Regions from separate parts of the Mus musculus genome. Here region 2 is linked to region 1. Evidence: chromatin contacts called from public HiChIP or PLAC-seq data. All regions are on one chromosome and are shown on one strand. Each heading gives the region's core, a stretch centred on a gene start, on an enhancer-like site or on the middle of the called end of the contact. The rest is flanking DNA. Distances are from core to core; before and after follow the strand shown.

Evidence for each region. HiChIP or PLAC-seq counts read pairs in DNA pulled down with a chosen protein or histone mark.
Region 2: a FOXA1 HiChIP or PLAC-seq map of pancreatic cancer cells shows a contact between it and region 1. The contact joins the promoter of 4930412M03Rik here to the enhancer-like site in region 1. A contact is called at or near these places in 5 of 39 promoter capture datasets (the C10 cell line, hippocampal neurons, liver and 1 more) and 1 of 115 datasets of contacts at active chromatin or transcription factors (pancreatic cancer cells).

The regions. Positions count from the first base shown.
Region 1 is chr11:59,633,456-59,637,843 of GRCm38.p6, reverse strand. Gm33998 (a long non-coding RNA gene) reads left to right here. Exons shown (of 3, transcript XR_388694.3): 3 at 830-2,802. Among named protein-coding and RNA genes, the nearest start is that of Gm33998, 7.7 kb to the left of the region's middle. Within about 2 kb of position 1,578, at least 130 of the 459 cell types and tissues checked have an H3K27ac peak or open chromatin away from gene starts, as enhancers often do. A contact at or near this core is called in pancreatic cancer cells, where this site is marked.
Region 2 is chr11:60,112,899-60,117,317 of GRCm38.p6, reverse strand. It overlaps 4930412M03Rik (RIKEN cDNA 4930412M03 gene), which reads left to right and starts at 2,086. Exons shown (of 1, transcript NR_164317.1): 1 at 2,086-4,419. All of the region lies in intron 1 of Rai1 (retinoic acid induced 1), which reads right to left.

The DNA.
Region 1 (4,388 bases), core at 329-2,828:
TTGGAATTTATCATGTGGACCAGACTGGCCTCCAACTCAGAGATCTGCCTGTCTCTGTTTCCTCCTGAGTGCTGGGATTAAAGGCATGCACCACCACCACCCGACCAGATTTCATATTTTAATGTTAGCAAATACATTTTAAAATACATGTTGAAAGAAGCCAGGCATGTGGCTTATCCCTGTAACTGAGCACTCGGGATGCTGATGTTGGAGAGATGCACGGGGTAAAATCAGCCTGGGTAGGAAGATGAGATCTTGTCTGAAAAAAAAAAATAAAAATTAATAAAAAGTGGAAATAAACATCGAAAGAGACAGTGCATAGCAAGACATTAAAGGGAGATAATGAGTTGCTGTCCCACAAAAGGGAGAGATGGCCCTAGTATTAAAGAAAAAAAAAAAGAGTCCATAGTATTTTTTCCCAACTTCCTGTTCCATATAAACAGAAACATTTCCCAAGCCTTGGTCTACAAGGCTACATTCTGTGTGATGCCTTCTTGTCTATATTCCCAGAAGGCCAATGCTCAGCAAAAGTACGAGATGTTTCCTGAGAGCAAAAGGGTCTGGCCACACCCCACTTAGCCTAACCTGTATCCCCAGCCACTGTAGCCAACCACAGATGACCTGCCGCAAACACTAAAGAGGAACTTCCTCCCTCCCATGCTAACCACTGGGATGGGTGCCTGAGTCACTTCCTGCTTGAAAGATAGATAGCGTGGTGCATACCCCAAAGCTCAGAGATTAAACATGTTTGGGAGCTATGGTGTGGGCTAGCTTGTCACCTCCGTTTAGCCACTGATGGCCAGTGATTTACATTCAGTATTCTGTTCAGTCTTCCAAACAGATTCAAAAGGGGACTGAGAGTCATACCTACCTAAGGTGGAGCTCAGAGACGCAAAACACTGACCAAAGGTCCCAAGACCTGAACTTGAACATGTTCTACAACTGCTGCTACACCCTCCTGGTAAACCTGACAAAATAATCTTGGACTGTGAAGCTTTCTGTGACCCAGAGCCACCACATTTCCCTGACCTGTGAGGCTATCTGGAAGGGACCTATTGTTTCTCCTATCCCCTGTGGACTTTCCCCTGCTGTTACCTGTGACAAAGCCTTCGTTATGCCACGCTGACAGCATTTGGAGCACTGCAACTATAATACAACGTTGGCCTAGAGAAGAAGCCATTTCAGACTCCTTTGTGGGCTGCAGATGAGGAGAACGGCTGGCTCACATCATTTACTAACTGGGTCATGCCAGCCCTTGACCATGCTCCCAAAGGCCCTGCCTGGCACCGTGTCAGCCAGTCCTGTCTGTGCCTCGGGTTTATGAGGAGGTATTCCCTCCTCGATAACAATGTTCAGAAGGAGCTAAGTCGGGGCGGGTGGGCAGACCCAGAATCCCCGCCTACAAGAGTGGCATTTTCCCCTTAAGTCCTTGCAGAATGAGTCTATGTGGCTTCCCTACTATGGCTTGGGTACTTGTGGCATTGTTGAAATGCCAAGCAGGGCTGGCACCCCTGCTTCCAGTAGCCCAACAGCCACTGCCCTCTTGGCAGCCCTGAGCTATGTGCTGAGCAGGTGGCCCTTCCCACTCAATCTGAGTCCAAGAATGTTGTCATCCGGTTGCCCAGGGCCTTTATCAGTGTAGCCTTTCTTACGGTGGCTGGGACAAAGGGTGTGGGTGTCCTCAGGACTCTGGGGGATTCTGGGAATGTATCTTTGCCTCCCCAAAATTCCAGCTGTCCTAGCTGTATGGAATTCTCATCCATCTTGCTGAAGAGATTTGAGACCTGTAGTGGGGGCAGGATACAGTTCAGTTCCTAAGTGTTTTGTTAGACTTACTTAGAGTCTTCTTACCATTTCTGAGTCATGCAATGAGAAGAAAGTTCTAGATTACTACTCAGACGCCTAAGAGCTGGGTATACAGCATCAAGAGATAGAGCGGCTTGGTAAGAGGACTGTGTCCTTCAAGCCTCAACCCTTTCTGACAAAGGTACCTTGTTGGAAAGCAGACCTGTTTTTACAAAGATTCAATCAATTAATCAATAAATTTAAAAAATTTTTAAATGTATTTCTACAAGGAAACTAGTGATATTCAAATGTTGGCGATGAATTCAATTTTTAAAAAAATTGAAATTGTCTGCCAGATTCAGCACATGTGCTGACCAGATGCAGGCTGGGGATCACTACGTTATGGCCCTGGCTCTCAGCCTGACTCTACAAAAGGGTACAGCCAGCCCACATCTGAACCTAGGAACCACAGCCCCTCATCTAGTGGTGGTGCAGCCTCGGGCTGGAGGTGACAGAACATGGGTAAGCAGTTGAGGTCAGGCTTTGGCCTCCACTTGCCCAGACTTGTTAGTGAGAACTCCAAGGACTGTCTAGTTTCAGTGTAGGAACACCCACAGTGGTTAAACAAGCCAGCCGGGGAGCAGGAGGAAGGAGCTGAGATCAGAGCAAGGAGTCCGCCCCAAGTCATGCCAAACAGCCTGGGAGCAGGGTACACGCAGAGATAGATGGACAGTGGACGTAGCTCAGCCCCGTTTGTTCTGCCTCTCACGCTTTAATGCTACAAAGTCTTACCATCATCAGCTCATGTCTGGAGTCAGAGAGACCTGGAGGTAGGGAGTGACCAAACACTGCAGTCCTTAAGTGTTTGGGGGACTGGTTGGAGGGCCTATGCAGACGCTCAAACTTACAGACGCTCAAGGCCCGATGCACATGCTCTCCCGGACTTCAAAGTTTGCCTAGATTGCACATAGCACCCAGCACAATGTAATCGTGCAAATCGCTATATTATTTAGGATGTAATGACATAAAAAAAAAGTCTGTTATATTTCACACAGACATGGTTTGAGGAGAATTTTTCCTCTTTTTCTCCCTCCTCTCACCCCCTTTCCTTCCTGTTTATAGATACAATGCATCATGTATTCAGGCTAGCCTGGAGCTCACATGTGGCAGAGAATGAATAGCCTCCCCACCCCACCCCAGCCCCTACACGCCCTGTCAATCGCCCCTCCCCCCAAGCTCCTGATTTTCTTGCCTCATGAACACTGGGTCATAGGTATCTATCATCATGCAGTTTTGATCACTAGTACTAGAGATGGAGCCCAGGACTTCATCCATGCTGGGGCAAGCACTCTGCCAAATGAGCTGTGTCCTCAGACTCTTTTTGCCTTTTTTTGAGACAGGGTCTAACACTGTAGCCCAAGGTAGCCTTGAATTCAGCTCCAACTCGCTGTGAATTCATGGTGATCCTTTGACTATTTATTCTTCGGCACTATCTTCCCTGACCACCTGCCCCTCTGTTCTTGGCTCAAGCTGCTGCTCTTCCTATCCCTTCCTCTGAATGGCCGGAAGCTCTACACATAGACAGTGGACCCCGTGTGTCCCCTGTCCTCAGCCCTATCCTGATATGCTACATCAGGCTGTTCAGGATCCACACATGAATGCTGAAATCCTGCTTGGCATCTTACAAAGGCTAAGGACTTCATCCCTCCCTGGGTGTGGCCTAGGGCAGACCTGGAGGGAGCCCTGTATATTAAGGCATCTGGGACTGGGAAAGCCACTGCAGCGCTTGACTGATACTGCCTGCCCCTAAGTGAGGATTGTGATCCCGGAGGCTCTGCACTGGCTGGACAGGTTTCCCAACTGGCTTGGCAGGGTTTCTGGGAGAGCACTCAATCTCTATGACAGAGTAGTCCATCACTTGTGGGCTGCCTAGCATGTAAGGCTTTGAGGATCCACGTTAGGGCTCCCTGGCTGTCTCTAGGAGGACTATAACCCAATTCCTCTGGCCATTTATGCAGCCATTTCTTCCACATACTAGCAAAGGGCTCTTGCTTGGGGTCCCAGGCTTATGTAAGTTTTGTGTAAGTTGCTGGTGTCTGGTAGCCAAGAGAGACTACAGATTAGAATAGGGTGCACCTGGTTTCTTGGTAGGACTTGTCCCTACAGCAGTTTCCCCAGCATAAGCCTAAGACCTAAGTGCAGGTGGCTCCTGTGAGATCCAGACACTGACAGGGTGACCAGGAGGCAAGAACACCACAGTCCAGGAGCCAGCCAATGACTACAGGGCCTTCTGGGGACCTTTCTTCTGGGTCTTTTTCTGTTAGCATTCTCCATCCTGAGCCCTTCCTGTACAGTCATGTGTGCGTATGTGTGCGTGTGTGCACGTATGTGTGTGTGCTTGTGTGTATATGTGTGTATGTGTGTATGTGCATCTCTGTGTGGGGGTGTGTATCCCATGATGAGGGAATCTTGCTGAAAGACAGTGTGAGCCCTTCCCAGCTCCCAGCCCATTTGCATCCTTTGCATGTTTATTCGTCACCTCCCCATTTCTTTGGTAAAACAGCACAACCCAAAGCAACTTCAGGGAAGGAAGCGTTTATATG
Region 2 (4,419 bases), core at 837-3,336, 480 kb before region 1:
CGTGGTAGTGCACGCCTTTAATCCCAGCACTCGGGAGGCAGAGGCAGGCAGATTTCTGAGTTCGAGACCAGCCTGGTCTACAAAGTGAGTTCCAGGACAGCCAGGGCTATACAGAGAAACCCTGTCTCGAAAAAACAAAACAAAACAAACAAAAAACAAACAAACAAAGATGCCTGGTCCAAGACACTTGTTAGAGGTTAATGGCAGGAAAAGAGACCTGCCAAGGGTCTGTGGATAGAGAGATGAGTGACATGACTACCTGGGTAGCCCAACAGGCTGCTAGCTCTCCTAAGATTAAAACTCCCCATCTCAGATTCCCACGGATGCACAGAACAGAGGATGATACCTTGTAGTGCACTATGCCGATCCGGTGTCCACACTAAGTTTGGCATCAATATGGTGACATCCTGGGAGTTGGGGACACCAGGTTTCTGGGAATTGAACTCCAGAACTTTGGAAGAGCAGTCAGTGCTCCTAATAGCGGAGCCATCTCTCCAGCCTTTCTCTGCCTCTTACTGTGGGGTGGAGTTTAGGCAGAATGCTAACATACCTTGTATGGCATTATATGAGAAAGGCAGAGTATATACTTCAGGTACCTACAAGAGTGGTAGCATACACAGTAAGGATAACCCTATGACAGGCAATGCCTTTAGAGACTAGAATATGGGTAAATTTCTTCCTTTTAACTCATATTTTTCAAAAGTTCTATAATAAGCCTGTTCTCCTTTTATAGCAAGAAAAAAAAGCTATTAAAGTCATCAAATACTTTACAAGTCCAAACATACAGCATGACTCTTTCATTCTTTGCATTTGTTGTGCTCATCCCATATTGTTTTTCAGGAATTTAGGACACACACACATACAGTGTGAATGAGTGAGTGTGTGTGTAGAGGAAAACTTGCCAGAGTCAGTTTTCTTCAAAGTCAGGTCACGAGGCTTTGTAGCAGGCCCTTTACCTGCTAAGCCATCTCACTGGTCCTATATCGTTTTTTGAGATGAGGGTTTTGGTATGTTGCACAAGCTAATCCTAAACTCCTGCTGCACTCAACCTCAAAAGGAGCTGAGATGTCAGGCATGGGTGGGTCTGGTTCTACTTTTGAACTTCTCTACAGTCAGCATATTCAGATTATCAGACTAGAAAATACTTAGAATTGGGAAGTTTTGTTTTGTTTTGAAACACAAGAACTCCTCATTATACAACCCAGGCTGGTCTCAATCTTGCTAGCCTATCAACCTCAGCTTCCTGAAGCGCTAGAGATACAAGTGTGCACCACTACTCTTGGCCTACATATCAAGATACATCCTTCTGCTTCCATAAAAACCTACTCTCGTCCTCCTGTGTGTGCCCTGGGTGAGGCTGAAGAAAGGCAGAGTCCAGCAGCTTAAGAGGCAATCTTCTTGCCAAGACCCTAAGACCAGTATTAAATTTAGCTGCCTGCTCCATACAAGCAGAAGGGGGCAGAAGCCAACTGAATTGGAGCCTCTTACTGGACTAGAGGAAAGAAAGCAGATCAGGAGGGTGAAGTTAGGGATTCAAGGCATGAAAAGCATGCGGAGAGAGGGCAGCATTACATGGGTCAAACTTGGCAACAAAGTTTAGTTACAGGTTTCCCAGGGCAGGCGATGGAGCCCGGGCTCAGAAAGTAAGAATGTACCTCCTGGCCAGGCAACCAAACGTCTGCCAGCTACAAGAGGCCAAGTGCTGGGCTCTGTCGAGGACAAGCGAGTACCTCTGGGCACAACTCTGCCAGTGTAAGAGAGTGTCGGGGCGCTCCCCGCGCCTCGTCCGTGAAGGACCGCGCAAAGAAGCACCAAGGCTGTGGCACCCGGGGGAGGGGAGAGCTAGACAGCAGAGAGCCCTGAGAGTACCTTCCCAGGTCTGGAAGCCACGCCTCCGGCTTTGCAATCCCGGAAAGGGGCCCGGCTCTACCAGGGGCGGGGCCTTGGCTGCCGGTCCCAGCAGCGCGGAGCATGACGGGCCAGGAGCTGCCATGGCGACTCAGTGCCCGCCCCGCCCCGCCCCGCCCCGCCCCTTGCACCTCCCGTGTGGAACGCTGCTTAGGGGGGCGCCGCGGGCTGGCGGGCAGGAAGCGCGGGCGTCTGCCCTCCCGCCGCCCGTTTCGAGGTCGTGGAGAGGAGAGGAAATGGCCCCGGAGCAACCACGCAGCTGCCTGATCGTCTGGCCCGACCGCGCCTCAGTAGATTTGGGTCCTGGTCTGAGCAGCCGGGCTGGTGCGGGTGTCCTCACTAGGATAATGAATACAGCTCCACTACCTATACTACCCAAGACGACCCCTCACACGCTCTGCGAGGAAACCGGTCTTCGGACCTGTGCCCCCAACCTGGTGGCCTGCACCAGTGATAGGGCAATTTGACTCCTAGTCGTGGGGGCTTGTGATACTATCTCTACCTACAGACACCCACTGCCTGTCACTGCACAGTAAACCTTCCTGCTCCACAGGGCTGCCTCCCCACTGGAATTCCCACCGTGTTCCTGGTTCTGGAAAGTCTGTTTTCCCGGGTGGCCATGATACCCTCCCTACTACTCCACTTCTTCCTTGCAGTCACAAGCAGCAGAGTGGAATGGGAGCTCGACACTGACTAGGCCTTTAACAGTCCTAAGGTATGTTAGTCCTAAGGTATGTTAGTCCCAGGGAGTCCGTTAGATCTGTACAGAAGTCAAGTGGCAGGGCCCAAGCGTTGCCTGTCTACAAGGAATGGGCCTCGTCATCCAGCTCTGGCTACCCACAACCCAACTACAGCTCGACCTCCCATACCTCCTCCCTCTCTCGCCTACCACAGGCCTGGCTTCCCTTCTGAGCCGCCAATCTGAAGCCACACAAAGGCCTGTTTGTTTGCTTTCACTCCGACTCCCCCCCCTGGATCCTATGTCTTTTCTCTGCTACCTGCCGGCAGGGCTTCCTCTCCCAGCCGCCAGCGGGCTGAAGAGGAGGGGCCGAAGGGAAAGAGGGGCAGCCATTGCAGAAAGCCCTGCCTCATGATCACCCCGTGGTTCCTCGAATCCACCTCCCTAGTACCAGGAGCTCTCAGTTTGATGGCTTGACAAATGACGATGACACTGGTGTCCCTTCAAGGTGTCTCCGAATAAAGGGAGCTAGCTGGGTGGGCAATACCTGGGTAGAGAAAGAGGAGCAGATAGACTCAGCTAGTCTCCCCCTATCCATGTGAACAAGATTTGTTTGTAAGAAAGGCTGCCTTGGCTTTCTAAGCAACCTGGAGTCTGCCAGGAGATATGGAGATGAAGGGGGCCAGGAGGCCTCGATGGAGCAGGCAGAAGGATGTTGTTTCCCAGCTCCCCCTCGGTTGGTGGGTGCCCTCAGTGTCCACTTTGGCTAGGCACCCCAGAGAACATCTTGTGTCTCAGAAGCCCTGCACAGCCAAGTGAGCTGAAATAAGGCTTTCACGGGCAAAGAAAAACAAACAGCCACATTCCACACCACCTTCTCTACCTGCAGAGGGAGGCTGCCCTCTCTCCCCATTCAAATAAAGAAATTCGACACTGATATAGCACAGAGATAGGCAATCTGGCCTGGCTCCCCCACCAGAGCTCTTTTATTGCACCCTGCCAAGCTGGGTGGCCCAGGGCGGGTCCTTCCCTCCCTGGGGCCTCTTTCCCTTTCCAGGCTGAGTTTAACCCCTATGGCCACTTCCAGGATGAAAACATTATGCCCACCCAAGAATGGAGGAAACCAAAAGAAAAACCCACAGGAAGAAAAACCTCCCTAGTCAACCTCAGGGCTGTCTGTCTCCAAACCTTAAACTTTTCTTACCTGAAAACAGTGTCATTTCACAGCAGCTGATTGATTATCTATGAAACGGGTGAATGACTAATGTGAAAGGAAGGTGGTAAGCAGGGTTAACTTGGAGCCCAGTAGTTGTGATTCTCAACTGGTTGAGCTCATGTCGGTCTCTTAACCTTTCTGAGCTTTAGTTTCTTTGACAGAACAGTTAAGGGTTAGAGAGGACCACCCAGTACCTGGCACAAAGCAGGTACAGCTTAAATGATAGTTCTCCTGGCAATGAGAGACGGGCCTTCACTCATCAGAGGAGTCAGAGCTCCCTTCCCTTCGCCTTCACCAGCTGGCTTTGTCTACAGGTATCCCATCACTTCTTCCCATCTCTGACCTCTAGAAACTTCTGGTAAAGGCCACAGCCACCCCACCTGACGTCCCTAAGCTCCCAAGAGACAGTGTCACCCCAAGGGAATAAAGCCAGCTCCATCAACGTTATGCTAAGTCTGATTTGGCAAACCCTGTTTTTAGTGCTATTTTGAGCCACAGTGGGGATTTTCTGTGCTGTCTCAAAGGTATACATAGGATTGCTTCCCATCCCACTCCTCTCTGTGCTTGACATGAAAATGTTGTTCTTCCTCTTCTCTCTCTCCCCACCTATTAGAGG